Regions from separate parts of the Mus musculus genome. Here region 2 is linked to region 1. The links are chromatin contacts, called in public Hi-C maps. All regions are on one chromosome and are shown on one strand. The core of a region is the stretch at or near the end of the contact, and the rest is flanking DNA. Distances in the headings are between cores, read along the strand shown.

What was found. A called contact is a pair of places that touch in the nucleus more often than the background predicts.
Region 2: a Hi-C map of bone marrow-derived macrophages shows a contact between it and region 1, with 2.4 times the contacts expected there. The contact joins the enhancer-like site here to the promoter of Wdr41 in region 1. A contact is called at or near these places in 1 of 39 promoter capture datasets (the 3T3-L1 cell line), 3 of 484 Hi-C or Micro-C datasets (the HPC-7 cell line, bone marrow-derived macrophages and nephron progenitors), 1 of 115 datasets of contacts at active chromatin or transcription factors (the HPC-7 cell line) and 1 of 9 other capture datasets (adipose tissue).

The regions. Positions count from the first base shown.
Region 1 is chr13:94,973,715-94,980,869 of GRCm38.p6, reverse strand. Wdr41 (WD repeat domain 41) reads right to left here and starts at 4,526. Exons shown (of 14, transcript NM_172590.3): 1 at 4,281-4,526; 2 at 2,285-2,400. The coding sequence starts at 4,331. It overlaps Gm41024 (a long non-coding RNA gene), which reads right to left and starts at 2,273. Exons shown (of 2, transcript XR_873814.1): 1 at 1-2,273.
Region 2 is chr13:95,029,920-95,037,074 of GRCm38.p6, reverse strand. It overlaps Pde8b (phosphodiesterase 8B), which reads left to right. Exons shown (of 22, transcript NM_001374003.1): 18 at 2,689-2,906; 19 at 4,125-4,245; 20 at 6,595-6,762. Among named protein-coding and RNA genes, the nearest start is that of Gm41025, 17 kb to the left of the region's middle. Within about 2 kb of position 2,779, at least 65 of the 459 cell types and tissues checked have an H3K27ac peak or open chromatin away from gene starts, as enhancers often do. A contact at or near this core is called in adipose tissue and bone marrow-derived macrophages, where this site is marked.

The DNA of each region.
Region 1 (7,155 bases), core at 3,277-5,776:
CCTACAAAAACTACAAAGAAATAAATAAAGAGTATAACATACAAAATTTGCTTTAAAATGGGGTAGGTATTTTCTGGAATTTAAGAATGTATTAATAATGTGCTAATATAACAAAGATAATTCTATTAAAAATGAAAACATCCCATCAATATGGGCAAACATTATGTATTACCTTCGAGAAAACGCCTTCTGAGGGATGGGCACATAGCCCAGCAGGCACAATGCTTGTCTGGAATGCTCAAACCCTGGGTTCACTCTCCAGTTCCAGAGAGAGAAGTCATCAACTTTAACAGCAAATCACTGAGATTTAATTGTCTTCCTAATATTATAACTAACAGGTTTTCCATATATTTGTTAAATCTTAATTTTGGGGAATGACTTTGTTACAGAATTAAATTCAGTTAAAGAACATAGAAATTCAATATTCTGCAGGTCTGTGCCTGAGCTTTCTTTTTAACTCCACGTACATCTTGATACAATGATGACTTGACTAGAAAGAATTCAAAGTCATTTGTGAGGTTTTATCACTACTATATGCTAATGAGAAATGTCAGGCTTCTTGTCCACCATAGGCACTGAAATTCACTGTGGCACACAGCAAGTACAGCCATAAATCGCCCCTCCTCCTACAGTCACCACTTATAGTAGGACCACTTATAGTTGTGCACACATGGAGGGGGGCCCGGTGGGTCTCTGTCACCTCTTACTCCATTTGATCAGTGGAACAGCAGCAAACATGACACAAGCAGAGACATCCAAGTGTCAAGCTCTGGGATTTGTCCCATGGTATCACAACTGCACATCATGGTGAGAGCACTGTGGGGGTGGAGGGGGGAAGGGGCCACCTCACCTCACCCAGGCTGCCACCCTGCCCCCAATCTCCCCTCACCCAGACCACCATGCTGTCCCCAATCTTCCCTTACCCAGACCACCACCCTGCCCCCAATCTCACCTCACCCAGCAACATACTAGGATTAAATATGACACATGAAACCTTATGTTACCTAGAATACCTACCTTTGCAGAAATGCTACGTCCCACTGAAACGGTCATTTAAAAAGATAAATATTAAACTTTTAAGGATTTAGTGAGAACAAATGTTAACCAAAGGCCTGAAGCTTATAAGGGTTACACATACATGCTGTGACTCGGTTGTCTTCCAGCACAATGAGAAAACAGTGTAATCTGGCTAGTAACAAGTGGAGACATGGTGGGTAAGTATTTTATTGGTCTTGATCCTAAGTTCCTAGAAAAAGGGTACCTCTGAACCCCTGACATTTCCTTAGTAACAGCAGTGTTTGAAGTGAGGGGGATGCTGTGAAGAACTCTGTTTATCTTGGAAATATGTCCTAGCTGCACGTGGGTCAGAAATAAACTATACATAATAAACAAGAACGCCCCAGCCAACAGACATCAAGAGCAGGAAACTTAAAGGTCATCACAGCTGTAGTCACTCATGAGCTCGGGGGGGAAAAAAAAAATGCAGCACAGTCAAGCGAGGAACTGGCAGGGACTGCAGAGCCACCTCAGGGGGGGGCTACAGCTCCTGTGCACCATGTGACAACCACCTGCCGACACAGGCCCCGTGTTAAGTCACTGTGCTAAGTACTGGGAGTAATGCTAATAAAATAGTAAGAACAAAGCCCCCACTCAGGGCCTTTGAGGTCAGATTAGGAAGTCACACCATCAGTGCTGTGACAGCAGCTAATCTGCCTAGGGATAAGCTAAGTGCCCTCAGACCTCACCACCTTTGTCCCTGCTCGCACACATGCTAGCCAGGTACCGGAGAATAATATGTAAGCTTTAAAGAGGTATATCAACGACAGAAATTCAGATTAAAGCCTTACTTTACTTTCTACTCAAAACAGCATATTCTAGCGGGTATCTAATATTAAATTAAACTCCATACATATTTGATTCTCAGATTTGACAGCTACAACTCAATCTTAAAGTCATTTGCTTCTTCTAAGGTAGTAAGAATATTTCTAAAACCTCATGACAATTTTTTCCAAAACATCAAAGAAAAAAAAAAGCAAACAAATGTAATTGTCAAGACAACCAGACTCTGACAAGGTGACATGGATTTCAAAGGATTTAAACATGTTACCATCAGGGTTCAAAGTCCATTCCAACTGAATATTAAATGCTACAATTTTCAGTTGGTTATATTTCAGGATTCTGAAAGTTTTTACAAAAGATAATTTAAGTTTGAAGTTGTTTTAAACATAAAATGCTCTAAATCGTCTTTGTCAGCATTGACCACTGGGCAGAGTAAGCCTCTTACCTGAAGTCATCGAGCCTCACCAGGAAGCGGACAATGTCGCGATGAGCCTCCAGTACCAGCAGTTCAGTATAGGGGTTCTGACCTTGGTCCTCTCCTATTGTCTGCAAAGCAGCTTTCTTGTAATGAAAAAAAAAAAAACCCACAAAACACAAAACATAAGCATAAAATGATTTTAACTGCACAGTATCCATGCAAGAACAAAAGCTTTTAGAAGCCACAAGATATTATGTTCTAATGCTAATACATACCAGTTCTACATGGAAGTATTTCTCTTATCAAAACCTTTGGTGTTTTCAAACCACAATAAACTTGTAAAGAGTAAACTTTATTTTGTTGAGTCTCAATAAACCCGACTTTAAAACTACTGGGCCAATCAACTCAACTGTTGTTTCTCAATCAAAGTTTGTTAGGACCAAGGAGCTAGCTCAGCAGGTAAAGGCACTTGTCACTAAGTCTGATGACCTGAGCTCCGTCCCGGGGACCCTCATGATGGAAGGAAAGGAACTGACCCCTACAAGCTATCATGTACATTCTCTCTCACACACATTCACATACTCTCTCACACATACACGCATACTTACACACATGCAAACACAATGCTTTCAGACAGACATATGCAAACACAGATGCATACACTCAAACATTCAACATGTGCACTCCCACACAGAAACACACGCATAAACACACATAAACACACACACACACACGCTTTGTTAGAAACAAAGCTGCAGACTAAATGAATCAAATACAGACAAACGCAGCCCACTGCAAGCACTCAGATGTCTGCTTTAATGATTAAATGTAGTAGTGAAAGCAGACTCATGTGTCCTCTGGGCGACAAGACTGGGGGACAGGTCCTGCATGCAGAGTCCTCCAGAAGGCAGCACAGCAGCCTGTGCTAACGACACACACCTCGTAACTTAACTCTACAGGGGAAGTCTCAATTGGCCCCCTTTCTGGAGGCAAATTCAGTACAATTTCACCATAAGAAGCTTTGTTCTTAACCAAGGTTTCTTAAGTCTGACAAGCGAGTTTGGACTACGTTAAGTTTCTGTTCCTGAGACCTCTCCTGGGTGTTAGGATAGACAGCAGCATCCTTCTTCTATACACAGTGCCCCCATCACACCTACCCATGGCCAACAGTAGACACTGTACTATCCTCTGGGGACAAGATTACCCCAGGACTGAGAATCACTTAGACTGGAAGGCTGACTGTAATTCATAAGTAATGTTCTCTCATTCATTAGGAAAAATCACCAGCTCTTATAGTGTACATATTCAAGGCAGTTACACAATTGAAGTACTTTTGTGTGGAAAAGAAAACGTAAGATCCAGCATGCTATCCCATGGTGATGGTTTTGCATTTATCTGGTCTCTTTTCTAGCTGTCACTCAATTATGTGAGAGTTTTACCAGGTATGACAGAACTGAATAAAATAGTGTATTCACTAAATAAGCAAATAGTCAAATATATGTTATGTGTCCATTCAATAATCCACAATTCTTCCATAACCCTAAGGACTTCAAATTATATAAAATAAGTGATTTAAAAAAATCACGTGTCAATGTCAAAGCTATGAGGAAGTTAAAACTGCCAAGTTTGCAATAATCCAAACTGTAAAATGCTTCCTATAAGGAAGGAAGTGTAACACAAATTGTTGTGTGGCACATGAAGTAAATTTCAGATGTCAACATTTTTAAGGTGACAAAATTATTTTTTCAATGTGACGATGAGACCATACATGTACTAAATAAACAGAAATCATTTTCTCACTTAGCTTCTCGGAAAGCAACTAGTTAAATTTACGTTCCTTAAGCAAATTCGAGTCCCGGCTGAGAAGACTTATCGGTTCAAATAAATCAAGAGTGGCAGTCACTCCTGCTGGTTTGTAGTTAAGTCCCAGTTTCTTAGCAGAGGCCAGGTGGCCCTGAGCAGCCGCTTCCGGCGCTCGCCGCAGGCCCCGCCCCGGCCCCGCCCCCGGGCCCCCGCGCATTACCTCGGCTAGGCCCTGCGGCTCGCGGCCTCCTCCGATCAGCCAGCGCAGCATCGGGCCGGGGCGTCCGCGGCCCACGGAGCGAGGGCCGCCGCGGCGCAGGTGCTGGGGCTGCGGCCGAGTGAGCCTGGGGCGAGGCAGCGGGAAAACAGAAGTCTCGTTGGGGCGCCCGCACTGAAGGCCGCGACGGCGGAGGCGGAGGTTCCGCGTCCCCAGTGAGCACGCGCGTGGGCGCCGCGCGGTTGGCGCAAGAGCTCAGGTCGCTCGGGCGCCCCCTAGTGGGCGTGCGCTGCGGCCATGTCGCCGCAGGACCAGCGCTTGTCTAAATCCTGTGTAGCTACGGCGCCCCTTAAACACACTAGCAAGTCTCCTGGTTTCCCAACAGCCAGATGGAGAGGGTGTGCCTGCAGTAGACTTCTGCTCCTGGACGAATCTAGTGGCGTTCTTGTACACCAAGCAGCCAACATTGTGTGCCACAGAATAAGGACTGTACCAAACCCTAACGCCTCCCTTTTTACAGACCAAGAAACTGACCCGCTTAAAGATTAAGTAATGTGTCTAAAGATAAAAGCCAGCAGGTGGCCATGATGGAATTAAGACTTGCTCGGTAAACTTCAAAACCGGTTCTTACACATTGCCTGGACTGTCTTCCAAAGCAGGAAGTATAAAGCGAAGGAATCCGTTCCCTGGCTGTGCTGCTGAAACATGGAGCGACATTTCTAGCTCCAAACATTCTATGTCAGCCTCTAAATTTTCTTAATAGTTACACGACTGGTTATACAACCTGGCTTCGTATCAAAAATTACCTGGACACTTTTGAAAATGTAGACTAGGAAAAGCAATCTCTAGTTGGCACATAGAAATCAAAGTTTGAGGGGACTAATATCCAATATATATATAAAAAACCCAAGAAGGTAGACTCCAGAAAATCAAATAACCCCATTAAAAATGGGGCTCAAAGCTAAACAAAGAATTCTCATCTGAGGAATACCGAATGGCTGAGAAGCACCTGAAAAAAATGTTCAACATCCTTAATCATCAGGGAAATGCAAATCAAAACAACCCTGAGATTCCACCTCTCAACAGTCAGAATGGCTAAGATCAGGTGACAGCAGATGCTGGTGAGGATGTGGAGAAAGAGGAACACTCCTCCATTGTTGGTGGGATTGCAAGCTTGTACAACCACTCTGGAAATCAGTCTGGCAGTTCCTCAGAAAATTGGACATGGTACTATCGGAGGATCCCACAGTACCTCTCCTGGCCATATATCCAGAAGATGTTCCAACTAGTAAGAAAGATACATGCTCCACTATGTTCATAGCAGCCTTATTTATAATAGCCAGAAGCTGGAAAGAACCCAGATGCCCCTCAACAGAGGAATGGATACAAAAAATGTGGTACATTTACACAATGGAGTACTACTCAGCTATTAAAAAGAATGAATTTATGAAATTCCTAGGCAAATGGATGGATCTGGAGGGCATTATCCTGAGTGAAGTAACTCAATCACAAAAGAACTCAAATGATATGTACTCACTGATAAGTGGATCTTAGCCTAGAAACTTAGAATACCCAAGATATAAGTTACAATTTGCAAAACACATGAAACTCAAGAACAATGAAGACCAAAGTGTGGACACTTTGCCCCTTCTTAGAATTGGGAACAAAATACCCATGGAAGGAGTTACAGAGACACAGTTTGGAGCTGAGACGAAAGGATGGACCATCTAGAGACTGCCATATCCAGGGATCCATCCCAAAATCAGCCTCCAAACGCTGACACCATTTCATACACTAGCAAGATTTTGCTGAAAGGACCCAGATAGAGCTGTCTCTTGTGTGACTATGCCAGGGCCTAGCAAACACAGAAGTGGATGCTCAGGGTCAGCTATTGGATGGAGCACAGGGCCCCCAATGGAGGAGCTAGAGAAAGTAACCAAGGAGCTAAAGGGATCTGCAACCCTATAGGTTGATCAACAATATGAACTACCCAGTACCCCCCAGAGCTCCTGTCTCTAGCTGCATATGTAGCAGAAGATGGCCTAGTCGGCCATCAGTGGAAAGAGAGGCCCATTGGTCGTGCAAACTTTATCTGTCTCAGTACAGGGGAAGGCCAGGGCCAAGAAGTGGGAGTGGGTGGGTGGGGGAGTGGATGGGGGAGCATGTGGGGGACTTTTGGGATAGCATTGGAAATGTAAATGAAATAAATACCTAATTAAAAAAAAAAAGAAATCAAAGTTTGGAGTGCGTTCATTGGAGTAGCAAGACCTGAGAATTACTGTTCTAACATTGTAAATTACAAATGTATTTGTAAAAGTTCTCACGTGTGCTTGTATATGTATTTATTAGGCTCAAAGGAGGCTACCTGCAGGGATGTCCCATCCAGTGAATCAATATATAGGATATGGACATACCAAGTAAGATGCAATAAAGAATCACAAAAAGTACTGCCTTCTAGGGACAAAGCAGAAAAGGCTCAGGCAAAAATGAGACTGGGCTACGTGTTCTACTCAGGAGATACTTGATGTGTGTGCGTTCAAGTTGCCAGGACTCTGGGAGCTGATGTGACCATTCATATTCATTCTGAGTGCACTGTGCAAGAGAACACTCCCAAACTCTGTTGCTTTCTGCATCTCTGTGACCCAAAGAAACAACCTAAGGGGAGGGAAAGCCTGTTGAGCTCATGGTTTCAAAGGTGTCAGTCCATCACGGTGGGGAGGGAGGGCACAGTAGAGCACAGCAGCTTCAGCAAAGCAGGCCAGGAAGCAGCACCCAGCTGCTGCCTCTCTCCTGTTCCCCATCATCCAGCACAGGTCCCGGCCCACGGATGGTGATATACCCAGAGGGAAGGCAGATTTCGCTCCGCAGTTATTTCTCT
Region 2 (7,155 bases), core at 1,530-4,029, 58 kb before region 1:
TAAAGAATTGTGTTGGGATTTTAATGAGGATTGCACTGACTCTACCAATTGCTTTTAGTAGGGTAGCCATTTCCTCAACATTAATTCTACCAGTCCATGAGCATGGAAGACCTTTCCATCTTCTGGTATCTTCAGTTTCTTTCCTCAATGTCTTAATGCTTTTCTTACACAAGTCTTTCATGTGCTTGGTAAGTTATTTCACATATTTTTGAAACGTTTTGTTTCCCACATTTCTTATCTCAGTGTGTTTGGCATTTGTATACAGGAAGGCTTCTGATTTGTGTGTTAGTTTTATATCCAGCTACTTTGACCAATGTTTTTATCAGCTGTAGAAGCTGCCTGGCGGTTTTTAGGGTCTTCTGTGCATTACAACCATATCACCTGCAAAAGCATCCTCTAGCGTCTTCCTTTTCTGTTGGTATCCCCTTGGTCTCCTTCAGTTGTCTAATAGCTCTAGCTAAGACTTCAAGAACTATATTGAACAGGTGTAGAGTAGACATTCATGTCTTGCTTCTGAGTTTTGTGGAAATGCTTTGAATTTCTATCCATTTATAATGATGTTGGCTGTGGGCTTGTTGTAAGTTGCCTTTGTTTATTGAGATATGTCCCTCATGTCCTGTGGTGGTTAGTGGAGAGAAGGAGGGAAGGAGGGAGAGAGGGAGGGAGGAAGAAAGGAGGAAGAGGAAGAAGAAGAGGAGGAGGAAGAGAGAGAGGGAGGGAGAGAGTGACCCCGTAAACGTGCAGCTAGTAAAAATCTCTGGACATGGAGACGCCTGCATCATTCTTTTCTTTACCAAGAGAAATTGATCTACAAGACACAGAATGGCTCCAGCCTAACTCAGCCCTTCCAGCCCGGTCTTATGCAGTCAATTTGGTCTAGATCATAAACACAGTGCCAGCTGACCAGGCCTCTCTGCTTGCAGTAGGTTTCAGGATGCTCTCAGGAAACTTTGTAAGCTGGCTGGGCCAAGCCAAGATTCCTACCAGCCCTGTGACATGATTCAAGATAGAAGTGACTCCCTTCCTGGATAGAGACAACATTCAAGAAAGTCCCACTATAACACCAAGTCAGCACTGACAGGGACTGCCCCAGGGCCTGGGATGGCATCAGCAGCACAGGCCTGAGCTTCAGGCTGTCTTCCTTACCTAGTTTTCCCTCCCACAGAACTATGAGAGCAAGCTGGAAACACTGTAAACCTTATCTAGTAAATCTTCCAAGTCTTCCTCGAGGCCTACCTCCCTCTTCCTTCACTGTTCACCCCTTGGCTCGATTAGCTCCCTCAGTAACTTCATCTGGACTCCCTGCCTGGACTCCTCTCCTTTACTGCATGTTGCCTGCTCTCCTGTTGCTTATCCACAATACTTCAGCAATAAAAATCACTTTCTTAGGAAAGCTGTCATTGGCAATTCTGTAGACCTTTGTTGGCCAGTTTGGTAGTTGTCTTAGGGTTTTACTACTGTGAACAGACACCATGACCAAGGCAAGTCTTACAAGTCTTTTAAGACAACATTTAATTGGGGCTGGTTTACAGGTTCAGGGGATCAGCCCATTATCATCAAGGCAGGAACATGGTAGCATCCAGGCAAGCATGGTGCAGGAGGAGCTGAGAGTTCTACCTCTTCATCTGAAGGCTACTAGTAGAAGACTGACTTGCTAGGACAAAGCCCACACCCACAGTGACATACCCATTCTAACAGAGACACACCTACTCTAACAAGGACACAATTCCCAATAGTGCCACTCCCTAGGACAAGCATATACCAACCATCACAGTAGTCGTTAACCATACACAGCTACTGAATAAAGCTGAGGAGGTCCTCCATCGCACTGGCCATAGGCAAGCGTTCAGGAGCTGTATATAATAGGCTTTGTCTGCATTCCACAGAGGCAGTGCACTCCCATCACCACATGATGGTCAGCGATCAGTGCTGCCCTGCTCTGCCCAGCCCCATGGTTACACTCTCGGGAAGTTGGGACTCTTTTTATCTAATCTCACCCATTAGTATCTATCACTGCTTCATCTCTGGTGCTGTGCACAGTACCTGACGCCTTTAGGCATCTGACATGGAATGAATTCATAATACAGTGTCTTACATAACACCCCATCTGCCAGCTTTCTACTAACTTACTGGCTAAGAAGAATACTTGCTGTCATTTGAGCTCAGCATTAGCATAGTGAAGGTCTGGTGAGTTTCTCTAAGCCTTTGCTGCCTGTGAGCCCAGCCCCTGCATTTCTTGATAAGCTTTCCATCTTGCCTCTGCCTCACTGCCAAGCTCCAGTTACTGTCCCATTCATCCTGTGAGCTAGCTGTGCTATTTACAACTGGCCCTCCAATATGCCTGCAGAAGCTGATGTGTAAGGAATATCTGTGATGCCGGCTACTTTCCATGCATCATGGCAGAGCGTCACAGCATCAATTCAAAAGACCTGCTTGGCTTCTTTGTCAAAGAACCAGCAAACAGACTATAGACAGTTCAGGTGTTGTAGCTTCTGTGTTCTCAAGAGAATACACAGCACAGGACAGTGCCACCGTGTGCCCAAGGCTACCTTTCTGCTAAGACTAGGAGGAAACCGAAAGGAAATTCCAAAGGTTCCAGCCCCAAGCCCTTCTCTCTCCAAGAGACAGAGATGGATGCTGGTGTCTAGAAGCCTGTGAATAATGTTCTGTATCCTCCCCCTCCCCCAGGGAAGCCTGGACCAGCTGGATGAGGTGGCTGCTCTGATTGCTGCCACAGTCCACGACGTGGATCACCCCGGAAGGACCAACTCTTTCCTGTGCAACGCCGGCAGCGAGCTCGCTGTGCTCTACAATGACACTGCAGTCTTGGAGAGTCACCACACAGCCCTGGCCTTCCAGCTCACAGTCAAGGACACCAAGTGCAACATTTTCAAGAATATTGACAGGTTTGGCGTGATTGGGCTCCCGGGGCTAGGTCTGTGAAGCTAAAAATGAAGCTGAGTTTTCTCTGGTTTCTCTGGATAGATGGGAATGAAACAGTGGCTCTTCACTGTATCAGGTTATAAACCAGCTTTGCCCATCTGAACTTTTCAGACTGCCTTTCCTGCTCTAAAAAAAATCTCATTTAGCCTTCAGTAAGTCCATAAAAATAAATGTTTGTTATGCACTGAAAAGCACTGCCTAAATGTTGATGGCCTCACTAACAAGTCTATCAAATATTTTTATCTTCCTCCCTGTGGCTCAAAGACAATGTATAATCCTGCATTTCCAGCTGAGTTTGGGCTAAGCATCCATCCCCATGAGGAGGTCCCAGTGAGGATGCTGGGAATGAGACAGGTTTCCTTCTCACAGAGAGAGATGCTCTCAGAACATCTGCAAACAGCACCGTGATGTGACGTGGTGGAACAATTCTTACCTGCTAACAACTGTGTGGTCAGGCTACGGCTATTTCCTATACCGCACCAGCAAGCTGCTGAGCAGAGTCCTGGGCAAAGGCCTGGTGGTCGCTTGGGCCTCATGACACTGTCTACATGAACTTACCAGTTTAGGCTCTAGAAAAATCTCTATGGTTACAGAGAGCGGTTGTTCTAATTCAGACTTAAGTTCTAGCGTATCAAGCTGGTTTGCTTAGCTCTTCATTCAGTCTCTTAGAGTTAGTACATGATAGGGGTTTTCTGATAACCTTGAGCTGTTGTTCCAACCACTGCAAACATCAGACATTTACAGGTTACAGGATTATGTGAAAGGAAAATCTCCCTCAGCACCATCGGAAGAGATTGGCAGTTCTCTCCAGTAGGAACCGGTCTACACAGGGCACAGTCAAACCTCAGCAGACTGCCACTTTGTTTCTGTCCCTTCCACTTCCTTGTTCCAGTGTTTTCACAGGAAGGGATGGAAACTACCATTCGAAACAGTTGCTTGTCACATGATGTGCACTTTCATTTCTCTTAGCATGGCTGTGCAGAAGAGTCAGCTGTCACTGGAGAACGTGGAGTGGCATCAACATGGGCTTACTGGGGGGCGGGGGCTGAGCGGATGGAGTCTAGGATTAGCAGTCACTTGACTCTGACCCCTTCTGTCCTGGGCTGTGGGGAGGCAGAGCATCAGGGCACTTCTGACTTGGGCATGGTGTGAGCAGGGAACTTTGTCCTCTTATTATTTAGGAACCACTATCGAACGCTGCGCCAGGCTATTATCGACATGGTTTTGGCTACAGAGATGACAAAACACTTCGAGCACGTGAACAAATTCGTGAACAGCATCAACAAGCCACTGGCAGCTGAGGTAAGGGCTCCTACGTAATGAGCGAGTGCAGTGTGCTTCTGGGAGAGCAGAGGTGAGCGAGCCTGTGTAGTGAGATACTGGCGCGTGTCTCTCCCAGAGCCTGCTCTGGCACCGAAGCATTTTCTGCCTCTCCAGCGTGAGGTGATTATCAGCCTGGAGCTGGGGAAGGAGAGGAGGCTGGCAGCTGCCCACTGCAATCCCTCAGGCAGGCCCTGAGACACAGTGCTAGACGGAGGAGCCCCGGTGAGCAGGATGAATAGGGTGTGGCAGGAAGACCTATTCATTTTCACTTCTGTTCCTGGACTCATAGGATCTCAAAGCTAGGGAATGCTTTACAGAACCTGGCTCTTGCCGGTGGTATCATCAAAGTGAACCATATATTAGTTCTTTTTTATTGCTGCGATAAAATCTCTCATGAAAAGCAAGTCGGGGAAGAAAAGGTTTATTTGTTCTCAGTCAGTGTTTCCTGGAGGGGAGTTAAGCAAGACCTCAAGACCAGGAGTCTGAAGGCAGAAATGCTGCTACTTCATGCAGCACTAATTCTGACCGGGAACTCACTCCCAGCCAAGGAAGTATGGCAGACACCATGGAGGGAGGAAGGAAGCTCACGGACACGTTCACCAGTTCGCGCTTAGCCACTTTCCTTATAGATCAAAACCAGTTGTCTGGGGATGCTGCCATCAATAGGTTGATCTTCCCACAACAATTAACACTCAAGACAATCCCACAGAGATGGGCCTACATAGGCTGATCTGATCTGGGCAATCCCTCAACTAAGACTCCCTTCCTGGAAGAGCCCATGATATTGTCAAATTGATAATTAAAGCTAACTGTGTGACTAAAAAAACAAAAATGTAAGCTTTTTTTCTTTTTTTATAAATGCATCATGTTCCCCCCCCAATAAAAAATACAATAAAAAGAGACAAAATAACATTGAAAATCTGTAGGGAAGTATGGAGGACCTGAAGAAAATAAGAAGAATATGTTCAAAATATACAAAATGTTTTTTTTAAATAAAAATTTTAAAAAGAGAGAAGTTTACCATGAACCTCACTTATGCGCCTTACGACTCTGGGCTTTAGAAATAAGACAGAATGTTCACCCTTTACTAACATGAAATTGGCTGTCTCCTCGGAAACCATAAGTGTGTTCCATAGCTCCTGAAAGGCATAAGTTTCCAGTCCTGTAAAAGGTAGAATAAATGTTCTGAAGGTAACTTGATGATCAGTAAGGACGCTGGCTATAGAACCCATCACATGACCAACCTAGGGAGAGGAAGATTGCCAGCTCATCCGTGTTGATCCCCATCTCCCACGGATGCCATCACACAAGCCAGGGGTTTCCTCCTGGCAGAGGTAGAGAGGAACAAATAAGTATCTTGACGTTTTGAGCATAAAACTACACAGAATGACTGAGTTTGGAATTGAGACAGTCATCTCTTCATACCTCCAATTCTGTTTGAGATTTACTGCCCGACACATGGTCTGCAGTAAACAATACCTTCTTAGGGTGTTGGGAAAACAGCGTCTAGAACTGTCTTCCCTCAGGAGTCCAATAAAGAGGACCAACCTCACAACAAAATCCCACTACACGTCAGGCTGTCTTTCAGCTTGGCCCAGCTCTGGAGAGCTAATTAACGGCTTCATACAAACCCATGGTGCCTCTTGGAGAGGATAGTTCTCCAGGCTCTGTGAAATTGGTGTGAATGCATACATACAGACCTGGTTCCATGCCCTGGGCCACTGGCATTCCCCCAGTAGGTACATAGCACTGCATAACCATGTCTTCAGAGACTGCCGAACACACATCCTCTTGCATTTTGGCCCAAATATCCATGCTTCACACTTCACACTAATTATCTCTCAATGAGAGCCAGCCAAGAAGCACACGTGGATGTATACATGGCTGACGAAGGGGGGTGGGTAGGCAGCGAGAGGAAACCAAGTAAAAACAAATGAAGACGGAATTGAAAAGTCACAATTTCTTGACATTTGATGGATTAAAATAACTGAAAGCTGTGTTTTCATACATTTCTGAGGAGTCGGGGAGAGGGAGAGAGAGTGGGAGACAGTCCCTTTTAAGGTGATCTCCTAAACTGCTCAGAACAAACACTGCCTGTAGCTGCTACACCAGGTCAGTGGGTGATGGGGACTTTTGGCCTTTTGAATTCGATACAATATTGATGGTTCTTAAAGACGATGCTAACATGTTATTTATGGATATAGAAATCAGACAGTTCCCATTGCTAAGTCCCAGACTAACCTGTGTGTCCGGTGAGTTAGCCTCTGTGAGTTTCCCCAGCCCTGATCTGATCGGTTTTGTTTGTTGTTTTTTGGTTTTTTTTCCCAGAGTGAGGGCAGTGATTGTGAATGCAACCCTACCGGGAAGAACTTTCCTGAGAACCAAATCCTCATCAAACGCATGATGATTAAGTGTGCCGACGTGGCCAACCCGTGCCGGCCCTTGGACCTGTGCATTGAATGGGCTGGAAGGATCTCCGAGGAGTACTTTGCTCAGGTGTGTTACCATGTGGGAAGTGCCCCTCCCCTTCTAGGAACAGGCCTTAGGCCACAGAACTCTGTGGGTCTCACAGGTAGGGAACTTCTCTGGAAGGCCACCCTTAGCCATCACTGGAGATGTGTGGTTCTCTCAAGAGACAGGCCAGTATGCTAGTCACTGAGCAAAACCCTCCTGGGCTAGCGGGAATTCTGTAACTGATGGATCCTGGACTTCCCTAATAATTAGGAAACTGTGTATTTACTACGACATGACTGTCTCTCTGGTGCATTATGGGAGGCACATCCTGCTCATGGGTCACCCGCTTTACTCAGAGATAGTTATAGACACAGGTAAGCCCATACCTTGGTTCAAAGAGGTGGATATCTAGAGAGATGGTTCTATGGGTAAGGA